3 separate regions of the Mus musculus genome follow, and all the other regions are linked to region 3. A link is a contact called in public Hi-C and promoter capture Hi-C data. All regions are on one chromosome and are shown on one strand. Each heading gives the region's core, a stretch centred on a gene start, on an enhancer-like site or on the middle of the called end of the contact. The rest is flanking DNA. Distances are from core to core; before and after follow the strand shown. Region 1 overlaps Gm34679 (a long non-coding RNA gene). Region 2 holds the start of Rtn4r (reticulon 4 receptor). Region 3 holds the start of Gp1bb (glycoprotein Ib, beta polypeptide).

Region 1 (3,231 bases), core at 52-2,551, 450 kb after region 3:
CTTAGCAGCGAAGAAGCTCTACCGTTGGCTCTGTGCAGTTGGCCTGGGAATGCTTGCTGAACCCGGGGCAGTTTTTTATTTTTTTAAATTATGATATAATTACATCATTTCCCCCTCCCTTTCCTCGCTTCTGCTTCCCCATATATTCCACCTTCTTTCTCAAATTCATGGCCTCTTTATATATACCTCTATCCAGGGCAGTCAGGCAAGGTCCTCAGACTGGAATCTTGGACATTCTGGAAAGGTCATTCCTAGCTCAGGGACTAGACTGGAGCTCTGGGGGTAGAGGACAAGATACTTTATGGTAGCCTGCAACTTTACTGAGTCAGTAACCGGAGTGAAAATTACATGTTGCTTATGAAATGCACCCCACAGAATTTGCAACCATAATCTTCTGCAGGCCCTGACCTCTCTGCTGGTCGGTGTCCACTGTAGCCACAGCACGTGGGCTCTGTGCTGTGTCCTTGTAAGCCTGGAGGTGAGAACAGCTCACAGGATGCTGGTGTTTCACATGCACGGCACGTGTTCCTCACACCCGTGGGTGTGCAGGGCTGTTTGCAGTTCCATGAAGATTTCAGATCCAATGTGCCGAGCTGCGGCTGAGCAGTGCCTAGGAGGAGGGCCCCAGCCAGGAAAACAGGGCAAGTTTGATCTCCAGCGGGGATGGGCAGTCCCGAGCTAGTTTGATTGTTGGGAGAAGTGGATGACACATCGGGATCCTGTGTGCATGAGGCTTGGATATTTGGTACTGAGGCATCTCCCATGGCAGCCTGAAAGAATGTAAGGGTGGGGGCGATAGAGGGTGGGGAGGATTGTAACTTCTAGAGAAACATCTTACCCTTCCTGACAGCAAAAGTCTGGGCCCACCTAGCCATGCCCCTGATGCCTTTCCATTGAGGAGAACTGTTGTCTCTCTTCGACTTAGACAGCCCCCGGCACTGCACCCCAATCCACCCCCCTTACAGCTATTCCAGCATCTCTGGGTGGGAGTGGGAAGCCGGATGTAGCCAGCTCTGTTGCTGTTTTGGGAAAAGAGGGGATCAAGGCAGGGAGGGCTTGGCCCATGTTCTAGTGGGGTTGTCTGGCTGAGGGACTGCACCTCGCCCCTGCACCCCTCCCCGCCTTGTGCGCAAGGCCCTCCTTTCCTGGCAGGCCCAGCACCCCAGCCACCTCCCGCCCTGCTGTGGGTGTGATTTCACAGTGGCGTTCTCCTCGCCAGCTTGTGTCTCACATAGGGGATGTTTCCATTTTTACAGCAAAAAGAAGATGATTCCAGGCGCCTTAGCCACAGCCAGAGCACAGCGCCCTCCCCCAGCCCCCAGAGCTGTGCAATGTCAGGTGCTTTGGGGGTGTGTGCAGGCTCCTCATTGCCAGCCTTGGCACTAATTGCTGTCACTCAGAGAGCCACCTCTAGTCTGGGATGGGCAAGGGCAGGGTCTCCAGGGGAATCAGAACTTCTGTCAGAGTCTCCTAATAGCCCATCCCAGATCCAAGCAGCACCTTTGTGCCCAGCTGGGTCTGTAACAACTACAGGACAGGGCTTTTGTCTGAGGGACTTAAACTATGTGCACTGGGGCATCCAGGCTAGGCCTTAGCCCAGATAGGTCTGAAGCCCAGCATTCCTCCTTGTATAGTCTAACAGTGGAAAGGAGTGTGTATCTTACAGTGCAGCTCAGGCCCATGAGCTTGACGTCCAATACGTTCACAAACCAGCACTCGTGCAGCTCTGCCCCCAAATCTCAGGAGAACAAACAGGAAGGACAGCAGGAACACGCACAGCAATCCATAGAGAACACAACAGGAACGCTTGGGCAGCAAGACTGAATGAGACTCAGTTTGACTTCGCATCAAACACCTTGAAGAAACAGGATGTTGTTTGGCTTATCACATCTCCACCAGGGGGCGCACTGCTGTTGGGGATGGCAACGCTACAGTGACAGCTTTATGGGAAGGGTGCCCCCAGCCCCAGGAAAATGGAGCAAATTCTAGATTAGATCATCTCTTGTCCATTTGCTCACAGGCTCTAAGAGGAAGAGAGGGTAAACTGAGGCACATAGTGTCGAAGGTAGGCATGGGCTATGGGCTCAGCTGTGGAAAATCATATGATTTGAGCCCTAACAGTTTCCCATGACCTATCCCTGGGGCCCAGACTCTGTGTGAATGGCAAAAGATCTTTTCTGGTTAGGACAGTATAGACGTGGCCACAGCATGACCTGTGGACTCTGACACATAATAAGGAACAGAGGAGGCTGGGAGCCTTGGATGGGCTGTGGTACCCTCTCATGGAACCAGGATGGCAGGAATTTGGCACATGTTACATCTTCTCAGAGCCCCTATAGACCTGATGCATGTTCCCTCTCTGTCTTGGTTTCTCCCTGCCCCTGTTCTCCCTGAGCCCAGCTGTGGTAGGGTGCCCAGGCTCCTCACGATGGCAGCCTCTGTTCCTGTGTAAGGCTTCTGCTTCCGATGGACCCCCTCCTCACTCACCTGACCCTTCTCCGCTAGAAGGATATTTTTTTCCCCAGAGAGCCCTAGCAGGATGAGGTGAACAAGAGACATGACAGGGATCAAGGAACTGACAGCTTTTCCTTTCCCACGTGGGCCTAGGTGACAGGAGCTCATCTCTTCATTCACAAGAGGAGTGTGAAGGGGCAGGGCAGAGATAGAGACAAGCATAACAGGACCTCCCACACAGAGCGGCTGAAGTCTCACATAAAAGGGGCAAGGGGAGACATGACCCTGCCAGGGCCATACCATGCACCACACTTAGATTTCTTCCCATAAAACCCCCTTTGGTGTCTCCCCGCTCATCTTCATGCGGAACAAGCATCATGCCTTAAACATTGCTGTGGGCAAGGGTCCTCCGGGCCCTCTGGTCCTCACTGGAGATTCAGTGTCAGCATTCCCACTGTGGTCACTAAGTACACCTTCCAGAGACAAGCTGAAATTCTTGAAGTCTTGGCCAGAGCCTCAGTTTCTCCTTGTTAAATGGAGCTCCACCTGGGGCAGGAGATGCATGTGTTCTCCAGGCCCAGGGTTACCTACTGCCTTAGTCCTTAGCAGGCACACACTTCTCTGGCTACACTTCCCTGCTGAGCTGGCAGCTCTAAAGCCAGGTCCAGTCCTAGGGGGTCTTGGCTCTCGCTGTTGCTCATGAAACAAAGGCTCATCCTTTGTGCCTAGACTTGGGGTACTCCCTGCCTTTGGTTTCCTGAAAACCTGCTCTGGGCA
Region 2 (3,394 bases), core at 255-2,754, 490 kb after region 3:
TAAAGGCACCCATGGTCATGCACACAATCATGTATGTGCAGATATATACCACATTACACACACGTACTTGCACACACAGACTCAAGCACTGTGAAGGAGACTCCAGGACTTGTCCCTCTGTCTGGGTCCAGCTGCCCGGAGCATCCCTAATCAAAATCCAAGTGTGTCTCCATGGGAGTGGGTCTTGTTAAGGGGCCCCACCATGTGCTAAGCATGAAGATCGCAGCAGGCAGGCTGCATAAATGCATGTATGGTCATAGGTGTGTAGGCAGGAGTGAGGACAGAGCTATGCACCCGAGTACAGGGATGTGCTTATAGCATTTATGTGCATGTGCACACTAGGGCAGATTTGGTATGCATGTGCACTGGAGGTGTGCAAGGCTGTATGTAGCCCATGTAGACACGTGCAAAGAAACGTGTGTGCAGCCTGCGGCACCATGGACATCAGCAGGGTAGATAGGGTGGGCACCTGGGGAAGGCAATGTGTTCACCCCAGATTCTCCAGGTAAGGCATGTCCAACCTGCATGAAGCCCATCCTCCCTTGCCCCTACTGTGGGGGCTTTGCAACCGGATGGGAGGAGGGAATCCCACAGGGCTGCCAAGGAGGGGGTGTTTCGAGCACCAACGCCCCTCAATGGAGCCGCTCACTCTCAGGAGCTCTCCCGATCTCCGAGGAGGAGACATTGCCTTGCGTGTGTGTGTGTGTGTGTGTGTGTGTGTGTGTGTGTTCTCCTCTCTACCTGCTCCAGAGATAGCTCTGGGATCGCCCTGTCCCCCACGCCCTCTGCTGCTGCTGACACCCGTATTCATCCCTACTCCGTTTGACCCCAAAGAAACAGCTTCTGAGCAGGGTTCGCTGGGCAGACCCCATCTCGGTCCGGTGCCCACGTTTCTGCAAACCCGCTCATTAACCCATTCGCCGCCTTTGCGCTCTCAGGTGGGACCCCGCCCTTCCAGCCCTCAGTCTCCACCCGGCCCTGGTCCAACATCTGGAACCTCGTACCCTCCATCCCTGGCCCCGCCGTCGCTGTCAACTTTCCCGCAAAGCCGCAACTTTTGCGGCTGCCGCGGGCTCCGCCCTCCCAGGGCCCAGTTGCTAGCGGCCAGCGCGCGGCGTGGCACTGCGGTGGCCCTCGGGAGCGACCGGCGACCCGGCTCCATCTCTGGCAGCGTGAGCCATGCCCTGCGTCCCCCCCGCCCCGCCCCGCTGCAGCCTGTCTCCGGAGCGGCGCTGACACTCACCTCCGGAGGACGCCCTCTTCATCTTCGGGGTCGAGCGGGGCGCGTCGGGCACTGGAAGCGGCTTCGGGGCGGGCGCCCGTCTGCGCGCGGCCGGGTCCGCATCCAGGCGCCGCTGCTCCGGCCCGGTCCCGGCCCGGCCGCGGGACGAGGCTCCGGCGCTCCGCTCTACCGGGCCGGGCTGGGCTCGCGGGCTGCGGGCGCACAGGGTGAGGGCGGCGGCGCGGACTGGCGGGGCGCTCGCAGCGCGGGCCAGGAGAGGATGAATGTTTTATGGGATCATGTGGTTTGACGCGCGGAATCCGCCCGGTCTCCCCGCCGGTCCGGGCGGGGCGGGGCCGGGGCGGGGCCTGGCGCCGGGCGGGGCGCTCACCTGGGCGCGCCGCGCTGGGGCGGACCGGTGGGTACGGGGTGTAGGGCAAGCGGGCGGGCGACGGGAGGGGAGGCGAGGGTGTCCGGAGCGCGGTGCAAGTGGCAGGACGCGCTCAGCCACCCGGTGCACGGGCCACGCGCGGTCCCAGACAAAGGCGGCGCATTCCTGAAGAGGCGGCGGCCCCTGCAGGCGGCCGCGGGCACCGCGTCCCGGAACCGGCCGTGGGCGCGGGCTCGAGGGCGTGGCGGCACAGGCTGAGTCCCGAAGGGAGTCCTGGGCATCGGACAGATGCAGCAGGCCTTTGCATGGCCCGCCTCCGCTTGCCCCTTAAAGCCCTTTGCTCGAAACTGTCCTAGGCGACTGGGTAAGAAAACTGAGAGGCAAGGTGTAATAGCGCAGTAGTGCTCTCTCCAGCTTTGTAGTTCCCTGTCCCAGGAAGGACACTCAGGCTTTGTCTGCACCTGCCTCTGCACAAGCTCCTATCATTTCCCCTTTGCAATGGAGATTACAAAGTCCGAAGAATCCTCTGGACCCACCCTCCACCAAGCCAGATCAATATAAGGCCAATGTTCCTAATGGCAACCCCCCCCCCCAACATGTCCCATCTCCCATTCCTGCTTGGGTGCTCTATCTGGAGTTCTTAGGTGCATTCTGGGGTGGGGTGGTGGTAGAGGTGCTTCGGCTGGCTGCCAGGTCGTTGTCTGTATCTGTCCTGCACATTATCTAGCCAGAGAGCTGGATAGGGCCCATGGTCCGCCTGTCTCAGTAGAGAAAGAGAACACCCAGTATGGCATAAGCTTCAGGGGTGGAGAGCGCTGAAGAGCCTGCAATGGAATGGCTTTCTGGCCATATATGGAAGCTACACTGCTCGGTCCTGCCCTGGCTGTGTCCCCAACCACACCTCTGTGTGCTTTGTCCCAGTTGTCCTTGTTCATTTGACTTGGATTTTTCAGGTCACTGAAATGTGTGAGATGAGGTTAAGGCAGGGCAGGCACTCACGGCCACTTCTTCATTGGATACTGGTCACCAAGTGCCACCAGATTGACCCCTATGTGACTCAGTAAGTTCTCATTTCCACTCCCCACCACATGGGAGGCTGGCCACCCAGTGACAGATGAATAACCCAAAGCCAACTTCAAAGAGCCAGCAGAAGGCCATGGCCTATAGCCTAGACCAACACCTTTCTCCCAGTGTCCTCGAATCCAGCAGTGCCCACACCAGTGGCTGGTGTGGCTCCAACCACCTCATGTCGTGGGACATGGCTGAAAATCTGAAGACCAGGCTAGAGTCCTGGGCTACCATCTTTGCTCAGTGGCTTAGAGAGGGCACTTCCCCCATCGACTATTTTTAACGATGGCCAGGCTGCCCGTTAGAGAGGTAATGACTATGACCCCTTCTCCCATTGCTGGGGCATAGTTTAGGTGTGGGAAGGAAAGGAGAGCCATTGCTACCATGGAGGTTCCTGGTGCCACAATTCTCTCCAGCTCAAAGATACTGGATACTCTGGAAAGAGAGCTCCTGGATACCCTGGTGTTTTCCCGCGGCTTACATGAACTGGGTATTTCTGGAAGGCAGGCTGGGGCTGAAAGAGACTTAGACTGCGAGAAAAGATAATGAAGCCAAGACAAATGTTCTGATCAAGGCCTTCGAGTTTATTAAGAGAGTGTGCTTATAAGGGGGAAGGCCCATTCCCACCCCCAGCCCATTCTTGGTGCCTGGAGCCAGCCCGTAGGCAATCTACAGTTTGTGTCTTCAGAACGTGGCTAGGAAGAGCAAATAGA
Region 3 (3,351 bases), core at 474-2,973:
GACCGGGAACTGAAGGTGAGCATGTAACCAGGAGGGGCGGGGCAAGGAGGTAGCTGGGGCAGAGTATTGGAGGCCACGCAAACCCCGGGGGTGGGGGCTGAGCACCCAGGAGGTGCAACATGATGAGAGCAGGGGTCATTTGCTCACCGAAAAGAGGGTCTGTGCTCAGTCTCAAGGGTTACAGGATAAGGAAATCCCTGGTACCCCTGTCTGGTCTGTGGCGGGTCATGTGACCCTCCCCTGGGTGTTTACTTGAGCACTTATGGGTACCATTCTCACCTGCTTTCCAAGAATCAGCCCAGTGGCCCAGAGATGTGGCAAGTTCTAGTATCCGAGATAGAGAGCTCCAGAGGGTGGTGGCTTTGAATACCCCAGAGGCCAGAGAGGTTGTGACAGAGAGCTAAGCCAGGAACTAGGGCCTTTGGGCCAGAAGCAGATGGCAGCGCCATCTACCAGTAAGCATGGTCTTGGCTTTGACTTGAACCGTGGAGGAAGCTCCTGGAAGCATCCAGTGCCAGAGAAGTGCCTGGCGTTGTGGCAGAAACCCCAAGGCCTTTAGCCCCACAGGCTTTGTGGCTTTTGTGGGTAGCAAAGACACCCACAGAGGGACCATGCCATGGGAGGGGGATGATGGCAGTGCTGGAATGGCCTCTGAGCCAGCTGCTCTTACAGACTAGGCTGGGCTGGGTCCTTGCTCCCCTTCCCCAGGAAAGTGCACCCTTCGCCGTTATTGGCAGCAACACTGTGGTGGAGGCCAAGGGGCAGCGGGTCCGGGGGCGACTGTACCCCTGGGGGATCGTCGAAGGTGAGATGAGGCAGGAGGCTGGGTGAGGGGTGGGTGGCTCCCCTAGACTGACACCGACTCATCGTCGATCCTGCCCACAGTGGAGAATCAGGCGCACTGCGACTTTGTGAAGCTCCGCAACATGCTCATCCGCACTCACATGCACGACCTCAAAGATGTGACGTGCGACGTGCACTATGAGAACTACCGTGCCCACTGCATCCAGCAGATGACCAGGTGGGCCACCCGCACCAGTAGCAGGCCAGGCGGCTCCCACCCTCCTAACCCGAACCTCCCAACAAGCACAGCCCTCTCATTCCACAGCAAACTCACCCAGGACAGCCGCATGGAGAGCCCCATTCCTATCCTCCCACTACCCACACCGGATGCGGAGACCGAGAAGCTCATCAGGATGAAGGATGAAGAGGTGGGTGGATATCAGGAGTAGGGCCGAGATTGTGAACAGGGTAGGGAGGAGAAGCAGAGGGCAGAGCTACAGCTCTCCTGCCTTTTCTCACTCTGACTTGGGTCGCCCCCACCACCAGCTAAGGCGCATGCAGGAGATGTTGCAGAAGATGAAGCAGCAAATGCAAGACCAGTGACACCCGCCCCAGCCCCACGTCGTCGACAAGGATAGACGGCCGGTTTCCGGGCTGGCCCCTCCTACCCCTGGATCCCAGACTGTCCTGGATTCCACCCTGGGTTCATCTGGATCTCAGAAGGCCTGGACCTCACCCTAATCCAAAGTGGCTTTGACCAGACTGTTCAGACCTGGAGCCACAGAGCCACAGCCCCCAGATGACCCTAATTTATTCTCGGCGTCCACCCTTCCCGGTCATTTGTATCTGCTTCCGAGTGCTCTGAATCACAGCCCCTCCCCAACCTCCTGCCCCCGCCCCACCCCGCACCTCCCCGCCTATCATAAGGGAACAAGATGTGCACAACCTCCAAGATCTCCCTTCCTAGAAGATCACTGCCCCCCAGCGGGCCAATAAACCAGGGTAGAGGAGGGACGTGGATGCAGGATCTTGGGCCTATTACCCAAGCTAGTGCTGCAGAGTGGAGTTGGGAGGCCCCCCTCTGCCGATTCCAGTGGGCTACGAAGCATTTGCTAATGGCCTACTGAGCGCGGAAGTAGGCCGGTTCCTCCCTTACTCCCTAATCATGCTCTGTTCAGGATCGGAGGCGGCGGGGTTTGGAGGCTAAGGCCTTTAGGAAGACCCCAGATCTAGAGGCTTCTGGGAGGAAGGCGGGGCCGCGATGCTCTAGACCGCTCGCGCCCCTTCCTGAGTCTACCTGAAGGACTCCAAGGGCGGTAGAGACGGGGTGTCCCTATGCCTAGACTACTTTCGTCCACCCATAGGTCAAGGTCTTTTCTTCCCAGCAACTCTGTTGCACAAGGATTCCAGCCCTTGGCCTCCTCCATATCTCCACCCGCATGATTCCTCCCCACACACCCCATGCTCCGTTTTGTTCAGTTGTGAATGCCGCGTCCTGTCCTGGTGACAGGAGAACAAAGTTGGTGAACGTCGCACCGAGTGTCCGAGTGTTCCATGAGCCCCTGGGAGCGGGCGGGGGGACGGAAGCCCGGGCTGCCTGCGGCCCCAGGCGATAGTACCCTATCTGCCTTCGCAACGCCCTTGCGCGCCGGCTCGGAGTTATTTCTGGCCAGGCGGCAGAATTGTGGTCTGTTGCTGTAGACTCAGGCAGGCTCTCGGGCCAACGCCTCTCCAGAACGAAGTAGGCCACCATCCTCTCGCCATGGGCTCCCGTGAGTTCTGGGGTCGGGTCTGCAGCTTTCTAGGAAGAGCCACGGTCAGGAGGTGTTCTAGTTTGGGCATCAATAGGCAAAGTCTTGGATCAGAGGTGGATGGAAACTCGAGCCAGCGCCCAGAGTGGCCGGGGTGGAGGGACCTGCGGACTCGTGGGATGCTGGTCCTAGGAGCTGGCGGGAGCAGCGCCGACGGTCCCAAGGATGCTCCCGCCTCATCCTAGTGCTTCTCTTTCAGGGCCCCGTGGGGCGCTGAGCCTGCTGCTTCTGTTGCTAGCGCTGCTCAGCCGCCCAGCCTCTGGCTGCCCCGCGCCATGCAGCTGCGCAGGGACGCTCGTGGACTGTGGGCGCCGCGGGCTGACCTGGGCGTCGCTGCCGGCTGCCTTCCCTCCCGACACCACCGAATTGGTGCTGACCGGCAACAACCTGACGGCGCTGCCGCCCGGGCTTCTGGACGCGTTGCCTGCTCTGCGCGCAGCACACCTGGGCGCCAACCCCTGGCGCTGCGACTGCCGCCTATTGCCGCTGCGCGCCTGGCTGGCCGGCCGCCCGGAGCGCGCGCCCTACCGCGACCTGCGCTGTGTCGCGCCCCCAGCGCTGCGCGGCCGCTTGCTGCCCTACGTGGCGGAGGATGAGCTGCGGGCCGCGTGCGCACCCGGTCTACTCTGCTGGGGAGCACTGGTGGCCCAGCTAGCACTGCTGGTCCTCGGGCTGCTACACGCGCTGCTATTGGCACTTCTACTAGGTCGCCTGCGGAGGCTGCGCGCGCGTGCGCGCGCACGCTCCATCCAAGAGT

What was found. Promoter capture Hi-C pulls out the DNA fragments that hold promoters and counts their contacts. A called contact is a pair of places that touch in the nucleus more often than the background predicts.
Region 1: a contact with region 3 is called in a Hi-C map of cerebral cortex, with 5 times the contacts expected there. The contact joins the enhancer-like site here to the promoter of Gp1bb in region 3. A contact is called at or near these places in 2 of 39 promoter capture datasets (hematopoietic stem and progenitor cells and pre-B cells), 1 of 484 Hi-C or Micro-C datasets (cerebral cortex) and 2 of 9 other capture datasets (adipose tissue and liver).
Region 2: a promoter capture Hi-C map of embryonic stem cells shows a contact between it and region 3. The contact joins the promoter of Rtn4r here to the promoter of Gp1bb in region 3. A contact is called at or near these places in 6 of 39 promoter capture datasets (the C10 cell line, embryonic stem cells, hippocampal neurons and 2 more), 6 of 484 Hi-C or Micro-C datasets (B cells, cardiomyocytes, cerebral cortex and 1 more), 1 of 115 datasets of contacts at active chromatin or transcription factors (pancreatic cancer cells) and 2 of 9 other capture datasets (adipose tissue and embryonic stem cells).

What each region holds. Positions count from the first base shown.
Region 1 is chr16:18,171,376-18,174,606 of GRCm38.p6, reverse strand. It overlaps Gm34679 (a long non-coding RNA gene), which reads right to left. Exons shown (of 4, transcript XR_875940.2): 3 at 1,665-1,855; 4 at 259-770. Among named protein-coding and RNA genes, the nearest start is that of Gm34679, 3.5 kb to the right of the region's middle. Within about 2 kb of position 1,301, at least 17 of the 459 cell types and tissues checked have an H3K27ac peak or open chromatin away from gene starts, as enhancers often do. A contact at or near this core is called in cerebral cortex, where this site is marked.
Region 2 is chr16:18,125,752-18,129,145 of GRCm38.p6, reverse strand. It overlaps Rtn4r (reticulon 4 receptor), which reads right to left and starts at 1,504. Exons shown (of 2, transcript NM_022982.3): 1 at 1,244-1,504. The coding sequence starts at 1,265. Gm52241 reads left to right here. Exons shown (of 2, transcript XM_030249377.1): 1 at 1-505; 2 at 939-1,532. The coding sequence starts at 482. The coding sequence ends at 1,532.
Region 3 is chr16:18,620,775-18,624,125 of GRCm38.p6, reverse strand. It overlaps Gp1bb (glycoprotein Ib, beta polypeptide), which reads left to right and starts at 1,723. Exons shown (of 2, transcript NM_010327.2): 1 at 1,723-2,555; 2 at 2,794-3,351. The coding sequence starts at 2,546. It overlaps Septin5 (septin 5), which reads left to right. Exons shown (of 12, transcript NM_213614.2): 8 at 1-15; 9 at 709-805; 10 at 886-1,021; 11 at 1,109-1,211; 12 at 1,330-2,315. The coding sequence ends at 1,386.